Linked DNA regions of Oryctolagus cuniculus: region 1 is linked to region 2. Evidence: chromatin contacts called from public Hi-C data. All regions are on one chromosome and are shown on one strand. Each heading gives the region's core, a stretch centred on a gene start, on an enhancer-like site or on the middle of the called end of the contact. The rest is flanking DNA. Distances are from core to core; before and after follow the strand shown. Region 1 overlaps NXN (nucleoredoxin). Region 2 holds the start of NXN (nucleoredoxin).

Region 1 (5,517 bases), core at 687-3,186, 150 kb before region 2:
CCACTGACATTTCACTTCCCGGTGGGAGGGATGCCAAGGGACTGGGAGCATGGCCTCAGCATTCTGGAGCCTGTGGCGTAGCCGATCCGGTAGGTGTGCCATCAGCCCCGCTGTCACAAGGAATACGCGACCGCTTTAGGCTCACAGCTGTTAGAAGACGTGGCTGGGGGGCCGGCACTGTGGCTCAGTGGGTTAAAGCCCCGCCAGCATCCCACATGGGCGCTGGTTTGAGTCCCGGCTGCTCCACTTCCCATCCAGCTCTCTGCTATGGCCTGGGAAAGCAGTAGAAGATGACCCAAGTGCTTGGGCCCCTGCACCCATGTGGGAGGCCTAGAAGTAGCTCCTGGCTCCTGGCTTCAGATCAGCTCAGCTCTGGCCATGGCAGTCATTTGGGGAGTCAACCAGCAGATGGAAGACCTCTTTCTCTCTCTAGCTCTGTACCACCTTTAGTCCCCTCCAACAACACCTTGGCACAGCTCCTGGAGCAGAGCTGGAAGAGGGTGATGGCAAGCAGGGGGTAACCAGAGCCTACTGTGAGGCCAGACGCAGTAGCAGGCCTGCGGGTGGCCAGCTTCCGCTCCCAAGAAGGGATATCGAAGGCAGAGAAGCCCCTCCCTGCTCGGTGCCTCAGTTTCTCTGAAGGCCCCTCATTACACCACAGCTGCAGCAGAAACTGGGAGAGTGGAGCAAGGACACGGAGCCCCTGCTGATCCACTTTGGAACAGCTCCCCACACCTCCCCTAGAGCTCAGCCACTGCAAGTCCCCTCTTGCTTTTGATGATTTGAGCCCAAGACACAGTGGGTGTTAGACACTGCCTGCTTCCCATATCAGAGCGCATGGGTCTGAGTCCCAGCTCCACTGCTGCCATGCAGCTCCCTGCTAACGCGCACCCTGGGAGGCAGCAGCAGATGACCCGAGAACTTGGGTTTCTGCCATCCATGTGGGAGACCGGAAATGAGCTCCGGGCTTCAGCCTGGCCTATCCTTGGCTGTTGTAGGCATTTCAGGAGGGAACCAAAGATGGAAGATTCTCTCTCTCTCTCCTCTGCCTTTCAAATAAAATGAAAGTAAATGAATACAAAACTCAGAAATAGGATCTCAGGACGATGAGGTACACAGGGGCAGGGGCAGTGCTGGGCATGACTGCATCAATAAAATCGAATCAGTAAAATCAGCGCAGTTAGACCTGGACCCAGGGAAGCCACAGGTGTCTGATACATGGACAGGGTCAGCATCTCTACTGCGTGGTCCAGGCCGCCTCCTCACCACCCGATCCTGGGCTAGCTTGGCCCTAGAGCCTTCCCCAAGTCAGGGACCAGAGGGCCAGGAAAAGGGAACTCCCCTGTGCAGCGTGTCTGCTCTGTGCCAGGCACAGCACAGCTGCGGCCCCAGGTCATCCTCCTAACGGATGCTGTGGGGCACCACTCTCCCCAGCCTGCAGGAGGTAGTCGCCTGCCCAGGGTCCCCCGGCCCGTCGGTGGTCACGCTGGGACAGAAACCCTGGTCTGCCCATTGTAAGAGCTGCTGCTCTTCCCCTCCCTGCCAGGCTGCCGACTCAGCTGGGGACTCGGGTGAACAGGACAGGGCAAGGCCTCCCTTGGCTCAGGCTGTGGGAAGGAGGCTGGGATCATACCACGTCTTCCCTCACCTCCCGTCGGTCCCACTCCCCCGCCCTTGAAGCAGGTCCACGGACGTGGACACTTCTGGAATGCCGCCAACAGGAACCCTACAAGGCACGGCGGGGATTTCCAATAGATGCCTTTAGACACCCCAGCCAGGGGCTCCCTGAAGGGAGTGAAAACGGGGAGCGGCACAGGCTGACCTGAACCTGCCGATCCCAGCTGGGAGGGCCGGGAAGAACGGGCGGAAGGACAGGCCGAGTCCGGGGAAGACCCAGGCAAGCCGCTGGACTTCTCCGAGACTTCTCGCCACGGCTGCCAGGGGATACGGGGACTTTCTCATCGTGTTTGGTTGTTGTGAGGAACAAACAAGACATGTAAAATGTCTTCCACCCAAGTGGCTGCTATCCAGTAAGGCCCCCCCAAGTATCTGCTAGTGCTGTGAACCCGTTTCTGTTTTTTACAAAAGCTTCCCTGAAGCAGCGTGGCTCCTAAGAAGGGCAGACGGGTCCTTGCTCTGGTGAGCGCAGCAGAAACCTCTGAGCCGGGCTGGAAGACATTAGCTCTAGAAACAGAAAACAGGCAACGTCACGGCCACACCGAGAGCTCCAGGAATGCTGACGCCTGCCAAGCCTGCGGCTGGCACTCTCCTCCCCCCACCAGCCCAAGTGTAACTTTTGGGCTTACAGTGTATACCTGGTGTCCCTAGAGCAGGCTCAGCCCCAAGTCCCCTGCCCTGGGGAGGAGGGCGGGACCACAAGCAGCACCTAAAACCCCTTCGCTGTCACCCACAAAGCGCAGACAAAACAGGGCGAGCCCTAAGCACTCTTTCTTCCCAGGAGGAACCCACTTGTGAGCATTTTAAACCATCTGAAAGCTCAGCGTGCCGACTGTTCCATGGCTTAGGTTGCTGGTTTTTCTCCTGCCAAGGAGATGGAGTTTTAAAGGGGAAGGGACTCCGGGGATGGAGATCAGAGCCAGGGAGGGGCCGAGCGCCAGGCAGGGCTGTGACCCAGCTTTTGCGGCATCTGGGTGGCAAGAGGCTCTGAGGGGGCTGGGAAGGCATCACGAAAGACTGCTGGGGCTAGGGGCCGGCACTGTGGCGCAGCGGGTTAAAGCGCCGGCCTGCAGCGCCAGCATCCCATATGGGCACCGGTTTGAGTTCCAGCTGCTGCACTTCCGATCCAGCTCTCTGCTGTGGCCTGGGAAAGCAGTAGAAGTTGGCCCAAGTCCTTGGGCCCCTGCACCCACGTGGGAGACCCGGAGAAAGCTCCTGGCTCCTGGCTTCAGATCAGCTCAGCCCTGGCCATTGCGGTCATCTGGAGAGTGAACCAGCGGATGGAAGACCTCTCTCCCTCTTTCTCTCCCTCTCTCTCTCCCGCCTCTGGCTCTACCTCTCTCTGTAACTGTCTTTCAAATAAATAAATTTTTTTCTTAAGAAGAAAAAAAGACTGCTGGGGCTGAGAGAAAAAAAATGGGAGGAGGAGCAGATTCTGGGACAGGAAGAGCAGGGAGAACATGGTGGCTGGCAGGGCACAAAGTGGGGGTACTTCAAATAGTTCAGGGGAAAACAGGGGCAAAAGACAGGCTTATTTTGGTGCAAAAAAGCTTTTGGAATACATGCATGGTTTTTTTGTTGCCATTTCCATGAACTTCTGGAGGACCCTTCATGTTATTTGTGCAAATGGTTGTACGGGGGCCAGTGCATGATGCGGCGGGTTCAGCTGCCACCTGCGGCGCCAGCATCCCGTATGAGCACGGGTTCAAGTCCAGCTGCTCCACTTCTGACCTAACTCCCTGCTAATGCACGTGGGAAGGCGGTGGAAGATGGCTCCAGTGCTTGGGTCATTGCACCCATATGGGAGACCCAAATTAAGTTCCAGGCTCCTGGCTGCAGCCTGCCCAGCCCTAGCTGTTGCAGCAATTTGGGGAGTGAATCAACAGGTGGAAATTCTCTTTCTCTCACCCCGTCCCCTTCTCTGTAACTCTTTCAAATAAATAAAATAAATCAAAAAAAAAAAAAAAAAAGAAAGAAAAGAAAAGAAAAGGAAGAAAAAAAGCCAGACAATGGCTGTCATGAAGACTGCGGCAACATGGGTCACCCAGTGCAGTGTGTCCCTTACGATGAGGGGTATGGACGATGCCAAAAGGGACTCAGAAAAGTGACACAGTCAACAGTGTGGATGGGGGCCGGCACCGCGGCTCACTAGGCTAATCCTCCGCCTAGCAGCGCCGGCACACCGGGTTCTAGTCCCGGTCGGGGTGCCGGATTCTGTCCCGGTTGCCCCTCTTCCAGGCCAGCTCTCTGCTGTGGCCCGGGAGTGCAGTGGAGGATGGCCCAGGTGCTTGGGCCCTGCACCCCATGGGAGACCAAGAAAAGCACCTGGCTCCTGGCTCCTGCCATCGGATCAGCGCGGTGCGCCGGCTGCAGCGCGCCAGCCGCGGCGGCCATTGGAGGGTGAACCAACGGCAAAGGAAGACCTTTCTCTCTGTCTCTCTCTCTCACTGTCCACTCTGCCTGTCAAAAAAAAAAAAAAAAAGAGTGTGGATGGGGACACAGCTGAACCTGGCCAGCGGGTCCTCAAGACAGGCACGATGACACCTAACAGCAACACCCCTGTGACACAGGAACTCCAGAAACAACCCCTGCCCGTCGGGAGTGGACGTCAGCTGTGGCGTGCTCAGACAAGGAAACACTCTTGAGCGCTGCACATGAAAATGAACTAGACAGAAATATCGACAAGGGGAAAGCTTGTAGACTTAGCGATGAGCCAGATGAGCCAGAGAAGCAAGGCGGTGTGCGGCATGGGACCATTTTAAGCAGGCGCCTAAAAAACACCCAGAGCAGAACTGTGTGTCTTGCACAGATCACACGTCGCAGCGGAAACGTGCTGAAGACATGCTCAACGTGTGGAAGTGCTAGGAAGTTAGAAAGGAGCCTATGCCGTGTGAGGGGGCCTGAGGGAAACAAAGACCGTTGGAGGCAGCCCAGGATCTTATGCCTGGAAGTCCTGCCTGTACCCCAGTAACTCCCCAGGTGGTCTCAGCCCTCCCCCAGGGAAAGCTCTCTGCCTCACATCTGCATTCTTTCTTGCATGAAGACAAGAACCCACCCCATCCATCTCCGCTAGGAGAACACAGTGGGCAGCGGAGGAGCGGGCACCTCACCTGTATCTGCCACTAGGCTCCCGCTCGTTTATATTTTAAATACCTGAGCAAAAACACCCATCTGGGGCACTGGTCACATTTGGTCCCATTTTTAAAAATATAATAGATTCCCCAAATTAAACAAGGCCCACACAGCAGCGTGCCAGGACGGCTCAGCCGGCACCCGCCCCGTGAAGGCTGAGCCTTCACAGAAACCTCGAGGGTGGCCGCTTGCCCACTGCTGACGGGGAAGAACCATCTCCAGATGCTTCGTTTCTCATGGAAACAGATTCCACCTCCAGTGGGTTTGTGGAGGGGCAAGGGAGAGGGTAGAAGAAGGGAGAGAGAGAGAACGGCGGGAGGCAGCAGAGGAAGAGGGGGCAGCAGGAGGGAGGCACAGGCGCAGAGAAACAGAACCAGATGCGGGGGAGCAAAGGGCCCGCCCACCACGGCCTCCCCGCCACCAGGCCCCAGGCCGTGTGCCCTCCTCCAAGGCTGGGGGCCCCGGCCCTAGAGAGAACACAGCGTTCTCTGACAGCCAAGGGTCACTGAGACAGTTGCTAATGAGACTTGCCTTCTGCCAAGTGTGTCTAAATGCTTTTCTCAAAGAGGCCTTCTTAAACAGCTCATGGGGCTACACGAAGCACGGAGATTGGGGGAGCCCAGGACTCGGGGGGAGCCAGCTGCTCCCCTGAGACACAGGAAAGGCACAGAGGTCGAATGTCAGGCCCTTCGTGCACTCGGGTGACCC
Region 2 (5,900 bases), core at 2,101-4,600:
TTTCTATACAGCTGTGTAATAAGGTGTGTGTGCTGGAAGCCAAAAAGAAAAAAAAGTTTCAATGACTTTAGTACCTACCGCTGAAACAAGCAGAAACAGGACAATCTTCCATAATTTAAAAAAAGAAGATACTGGAATTATTTATTTTTTCCTCACAGCTCCAATCAAGGTGAGAGGAGCCAGGCAAAATGCAGGCTTAGCATATATGGTCATCCCCAGACTTTCTTACTCTGTAAAGCAGAAATTAATAAAAGAAGAAGAAAAAAAAGACATACCACACAGCATTTTCTTTCCCCACCATAATTTTTCAATTTTCTTTAGAGAAATGCCAGCCAATAACTAATCAGAACCATATCCTTCGTTATCCCAATGGGAAGAAGTACACAAATGGTTTGAGAGAACAAATGTTAATGAGAACTTTAAAAAGTAATCTGGATCTTTGCTTTTCCTTCAGTTGTAAAACAAAATTCCCTTCTTTAAAGTTATTTTTATAGATGGTAAAAAAAAACAGAGTCTGTCCACAAGGAGTGAAGTGTTCATCCATCCGGGGCCCTGCACTGGGGGTGCTCCGACTGCTCACTGTTCTTAAGGTGAAACTGGCATCACAAACTCACAGACTCCTATCCACTCCAGTGTGGAACAAGAGAGCCCAAAACTGCCAGTTACAGAAAAGGACACGCTGTCTCCTCCGTGTTTCCCTTCCAGAGTGCGGACATGGCTTTTGTAACTTCCAAGAGTATGTTTTCCTTAGCAAGCACAGAGGAGGCTTTTCACCTGGTGCACACCCCTGGGCGTGTTTCTGGGATCCGATGTGGAGTCCCCCTGTTCAGGAACATGGAGGGGCAGAAGCCACCCCAAAAACCGACCAGTTTTAGGGCACAAAGTGAACCGTAGGATGTGAGTCAGAAACATTCTGTGCAAAATATAAAATTTCTCAGAAGCCCCGGCACCAAGGTTGAGGCACGTTCGGCACTCTACACTGTATTTTCGAATGAGTCTGCGCTGTATCATGCAGAGTCTATTCCTAGCTAGCGGTACTGGCAGGTCCAGGCTAGGACCACGCAACACTTCTTTGCATACAAAGGGACCGGCCAGGGCACAGAGAAGCAGGCATGTGCTACTTGTATCGAATATTTCTCTTTTTCAGAAAAAGCTTTTTTTTTTCCTTTTTTTTAAACATTTGCAAAACATCTCAATTTGTTCCATATTCTAACTATTCAGCCAATTCATTCCCCTTCTGTACAAAACACAATAGGCCTTAGGCTGCAACATTTTACCATCGTTGTATGTTTTCAAAAGCTAGAAATTATTTGCATTGCCCAGTAAGAACATCATTTTAAACAGATTTTGGCCACAACAGAAACTCGCCATTACATTGAAAAAAATTTTTTTTCTATACTCAAAAGGATCATAAAACAACCACCACATAAAATTTGCATATTTGGAAACAGAAAGTACTAGCCATGTATATTCATAGCCTATCACACGTATAAATCAAACATGGGTAGAATAATCTAAGAAGTGGTGAAAATGCCAAGTCCTGCCTCTGTGTGGTTAGGGAACCCATGTTCTTCCCACGTTAAATACACAAACTCTATCTGTTCCACTGTATTTCATACTTTAAATCCCAATTCGGTAACTTTCCCCGCTTAGGGATGGATGATTTACTCGAGACATTTGGGGTCCCAGCATAAGCCTTTTGCTCTCACTAAATCTAAATCATGCTTCCCTACAAGATCCACACACGTAAAAGAAACACATGGCATGCGTTACCATCCTCCCCAGAGGAAGCTAAACGCCCGAGCAGCCCTTCTGTCCACTCCATAAACTGAGACCCCCTCAGACACGGAAGGGTCTGGATTCACACCCCTGCCTCGGGCACACTCCTGAAGCAAGCCCGCTCCAAACCCTTTTCTGTTTCTATGCGTGACAAACACCCCTGGGTTTGTTTTATTAAAACAGACATCTTCATCCAACAGACGCACTCAGAAACCCAAACTAATTTCAACAGCAAACCGGGAGGACGGAGAAGTTGACAGCGAAGCATAAATCTCCCCAAATCCCCGTTCCTCCAGTCCTGCTGCCCCTATGGGATCAGCCCAGCAGTTCACGCGAAGTATGCCAAGACAACGGCGGCCCACCGCGAAAGTGAGGGCGGCAAGTGCCTGGGAGCGAGCTGGACAGTCAGACAATGAAAAGCTCCCCGGTGGCCCCTAACTCAGCCGGGGTGGGGATAGCCGCGGGAGGAGGAAGAAGCGAGAGGGAGCGAGCTCCCTCCTCGCCCCGGGCCACCCCCGGCGGCTGCCTGCCCACGGCAGGGTTGGGGGCGGTCTGACCTCGGCCTCGGCCTCCAGGTCCCCAGTCACAAGGGGAGGGCCCCCCAGGAAAGCAGATTTCTTTCGGAAAGAAAGGAAACTTCCTGGTTCGAGCATTGTGGGTAGGGGGCTAGCGCCCTCCCCCACCCACTACAGGGATCCGCAGAGAGTCCAGGGGTCGAGAGAGGGGGCCCCTCCCGGCACCTCTCCTGGGGGGGGGGGGGGAGGGGCTGGCGGCGGAGGGCCCCCGGGTCGGAGCCCCCAGCACGGCCGCCCCCTCGGCGAGGGGGACGTGAGCCCGGGCCTGGGGCGGTGGGGGGCCGAGAGGTGTCAAAGTTGGGCAGCGCGGGCGCAACCCGGCCCCGCGCCCCGCGGAGTTGCCGCGGGAGCCCCCAGCCCGCAGGGGTGCGGGGACACGGTGCGGGCGCAGAGAGCAGCAGGCGGGGAGGCGGGCGCCACGCCGGAGGCTGGGGCCCGGCTCCCGGGAGTGCGGCCCGAGGCCGGGGGCGCCGGCGAGGCCCGCGCCGCTCACCTTTCTGTGCTTCTCCTTGTAGGGCAGCGCCAGCCACGGCATGTCCCGCACGAAGTCCTGCCACTGCCTCTGGTCCTGATCTGAGGACACGAAGACGATCTCCAGGCGGCTCCGCGGCTCGGGCTCCGCGGCCGCGCCAGCCCCCGGCCCCGGCCCGGCCCCTGGCCCGGCCGCCGCGTCGCCCCTCAGGCGGCCGTAGAAGGCGGCCAGGCTGGCGCTGAGCTGCGCGCAGGGGGCGCTCAGGCTGCAGCCGAAGTAGAGCCCGAGCAGCGAGATGCCGCGGGCGCCCAGCGAGTGCACGTCCACCTCTTCGCCGCCGCCCGTCACCAGCTTCTCGCCGAGCAGCTCCTCCAGGAAGCCCGACATCCTGGCCCACCGCAGCCCGGGCACGCGGGCGGCAGGCGGCGGCGATCGCGCTCCCTCAGTCCGCGCGGCGGGCGGAGGCGGCGGCGGCAGCAGCGGCGGCGGCGGCAGCGGCGGGCGCGAGGGAACGCAGAGCCCCGCCCCCTTGGGCCCGCCCACGCCACGCCCCCTCCGCGGCCGGCCCGGGGCCGCGGTCCCCGGGGCAGGGTCCGCCGCAGCTGGCTCTGGGGCGGCCGGCCGGGCTCCCTCCTTCAGGCCGAAGTGCGCGCGGAAGCCGCCCCGAGTACAGACCTGACGGGAAAGGCTCCCCTCTGACAGGAATGCCCGGGACCTGAGCGATGAAAGGACCTGGACTTGGCCGTCTTTTCCCCACGTCTACGCTCCCTTCCCCGGCCCTAAATTCAGGCCCACCACCACCACACTTCTCCAAGGATTCCCCCCAGCCCCGCACTCGAGTTCTGCACCCTTTCTCCTAGCTCCTTTCCCTCCGCTCCCCAGCCCAAAGCCTGAGGCCCCACTGAATATCCCCCCACACACACACACATCTCTCTCTCTCTCTCTCTCTCTCTCTCGTTGCTGATCAGGCTGGGTCATACTGCCTGTGCATGTATGTCTTGTGCTCTCTGTTGTACGTGGATTGGAGGATGCCACATCTTGCACTAGGGTACTTCAAAAAGTTCGTGGAAACTGAAAAAATAAGTTTATTTTGGTGCAAAAATGTTGGGAATCCAGGCATAGCTGGGGTCTTCCAAAGCTTCCCGGGGGGGGGGGGTGTTTATCCTAGAAGGTAAGACCCCAGCTTCCCACACCGGAGTACCTGGGATCCATACTCAGCTCCAGTCCAGATTCCATCTTCCTGCTCAGGCAAAGCCTGGGAGGCAGCAGTGATGGCTCCAGTAACTGGGTCCTTGCCACCTCGTGGAACAGCTCAGTTAAGCTCCTGGCTCCCACGGGGCATCTGGAGAGTGAACCAGCAGATGGGCGCTCTCTCGGTCTCTCCAATCAACAAAACTTGTTTTAACTGCATGGAAAAATGTGTGTTATGAAAAAACTAGGCATGGATTTCCAAAGAATTTTGTACCGAAATAACTTTATTCACTTTAATTAATTCCGTTTCCCCATGAACTTTTGGAAGCGCCCTCCTGTTCGCTGTGGGTCTTTTAACAGGGTGCTGGGCACAGCAGGGGCAGAATCCGGACCGTCTGTGGGTTGCTCGCGGGTAGCCATGTAGGATTTCAGCGGCTTGCTCCCGCCCCCCAGGGACTCTCTTCCATCTCCACAAACGGGGCCGGCAGATGCTGTGGCACCTCTAACTCGGGGCTGGCTGCTCTCCTAACTCAGCTCCAATGCTGCTATCAAGTTTGTAGGTAGCTGAGAAAAATTCTAGGGAAGTGTGTGTGTGCGCGCCAGCTGGCAAAACGCGCCCGGCGCTTAGGGAGAACCCCGACTGAACAGGTGGTCTGTGGCACGTCTTCGCCCCTCCCCCACAGACACTCAAAAAGCTGAACACAACGCCCACCCAAAGTCGGTGTGGATCAGCTCAGATACCAACACCGGGTGAAAGCAAAAACAAATAAAAACCGAGTCCCCATCAGTGCTTGGGAAGGTATTTCTTGGGCATCTACTGCCATCTAAAGGAAGGAGTGAGGGAGAAAACCAGGCCTACCAGAGCCCAGCCTGAGAGCAAATGCCGGCCCTGGTGGAGCCAGGCACAAACAACAGCTCTCCCCACACAAACATACGTCCCAGGCTCCTTTCTGCCTGTAAGTTGGCATAAAGGTAAACACTCGTGGTCCCGGCGCTGTGGCATAGTGGGTTAAGCCATTGCCTGCGGTGCTGGCATCCCACATGGGCACTGGTTCAAGACCTGGCTGTTCCACTTCCGGTCCAGCTCTCTGCTATGGCCTGGGAAAGCAGTAGAAGATGGCCCAAGTCCTTGGGCCCCTGCACCCGCATGGGAGACTGGAAGAAGCTCCTGGCTCCTGGCTTCAGATTGGCGCAGCTCCCGCCTTGTGGCCATTTGGGGAGTGAACCAGCGGATGGAAAATATCCCTCTCTTTCAGCCTCTCCTCTCTCTATGTAACTCCTTCAAATAAATAAATAAATCTTTTTTTAAAAAAGGTGAACACTCGTGCCTAAGGTTTTTCACTTTTCTAGGGTGGAACAAGGACTCGCACAGCTTTGCAGCTCAGGGAAATGTTACCACATAGACCGAGGAAAGACACGGAAATGGGAGCCAACAGTGGCCAGGCCATCTCTGCACATGATATCCACTTTCCTAGTACCTCATTACCCAGCTCGTTTCACCAGTAGTATTTGACTGGGGACTGTTTAAAAAAAAAAAAAAGCTATTTTTTTAATTTAGAGACAGAGAAATCTCCAAATGACTGATTTCACACCCCACATGTCCACAACAGCATGGGCTTCACCAGGCTGAAGCCAGGAGACATGAACTTGGTCTGGGTCTCCCAGGTGGGTGGCAGGGACCCAAGTACTCGAGCCGTCACCAGCTGCCCCCCAGGGTGCACATGAGCAGGAAGCAGGAACTGGGAGCAGAGCCAGGCCATGAACCCAGGCACTCTGACATAGGATGCGGGCATCCTCAGTGGCAGCTTAACCACCATGCCAAATGCCTACTTTACAGCAAGGTCAAATTCCATGTTAAATTTTGAGAATGTCATGTCAAAATT

Evidence for each region. Hi-C and Micro-C count contacts between places; a contact is called where the count stands out from the background.
Region 1: a Hi-C map of skin fibroblasts shows a contact between it and region 2, with 10 times the contacts expected there. The contact joins the enhancer-like site here to the promoter of NXN in region 2. A contact is called at or near these places in 2 of 6 Hi-C or Micro-C datasets (skin fibroblasts and an unstated tissue).

Annotation. Positions count from the first base shown.
Region 1 is chr17:46,393,805-46,399,321 of mOryCun1.1, reverse strand. All of the region lies in intron 5 of NXN (nucleoredoxin), which reads right to left. Among named protein-coding and RNA genes, the nearest start is that of MRM3, 24 kb to the left of the region's middle. Within about 2 kb of position 1,936, at least 1 of the 8 cell types and tissues checked has an H3K27ac peak or open chromatin away from gene starts, as enhancers often do.
Region 2 is chr17:46,241,672-46,247,571 of mOryCun1.1, reverse strand. It overlaps NXN (nucleoredoxin), which reads right to left and starts at 3,350. Exons shown (of 8, transcript XM_002718895.4): 1 at 2,848-3,350. The coding sequence starts at 3,213.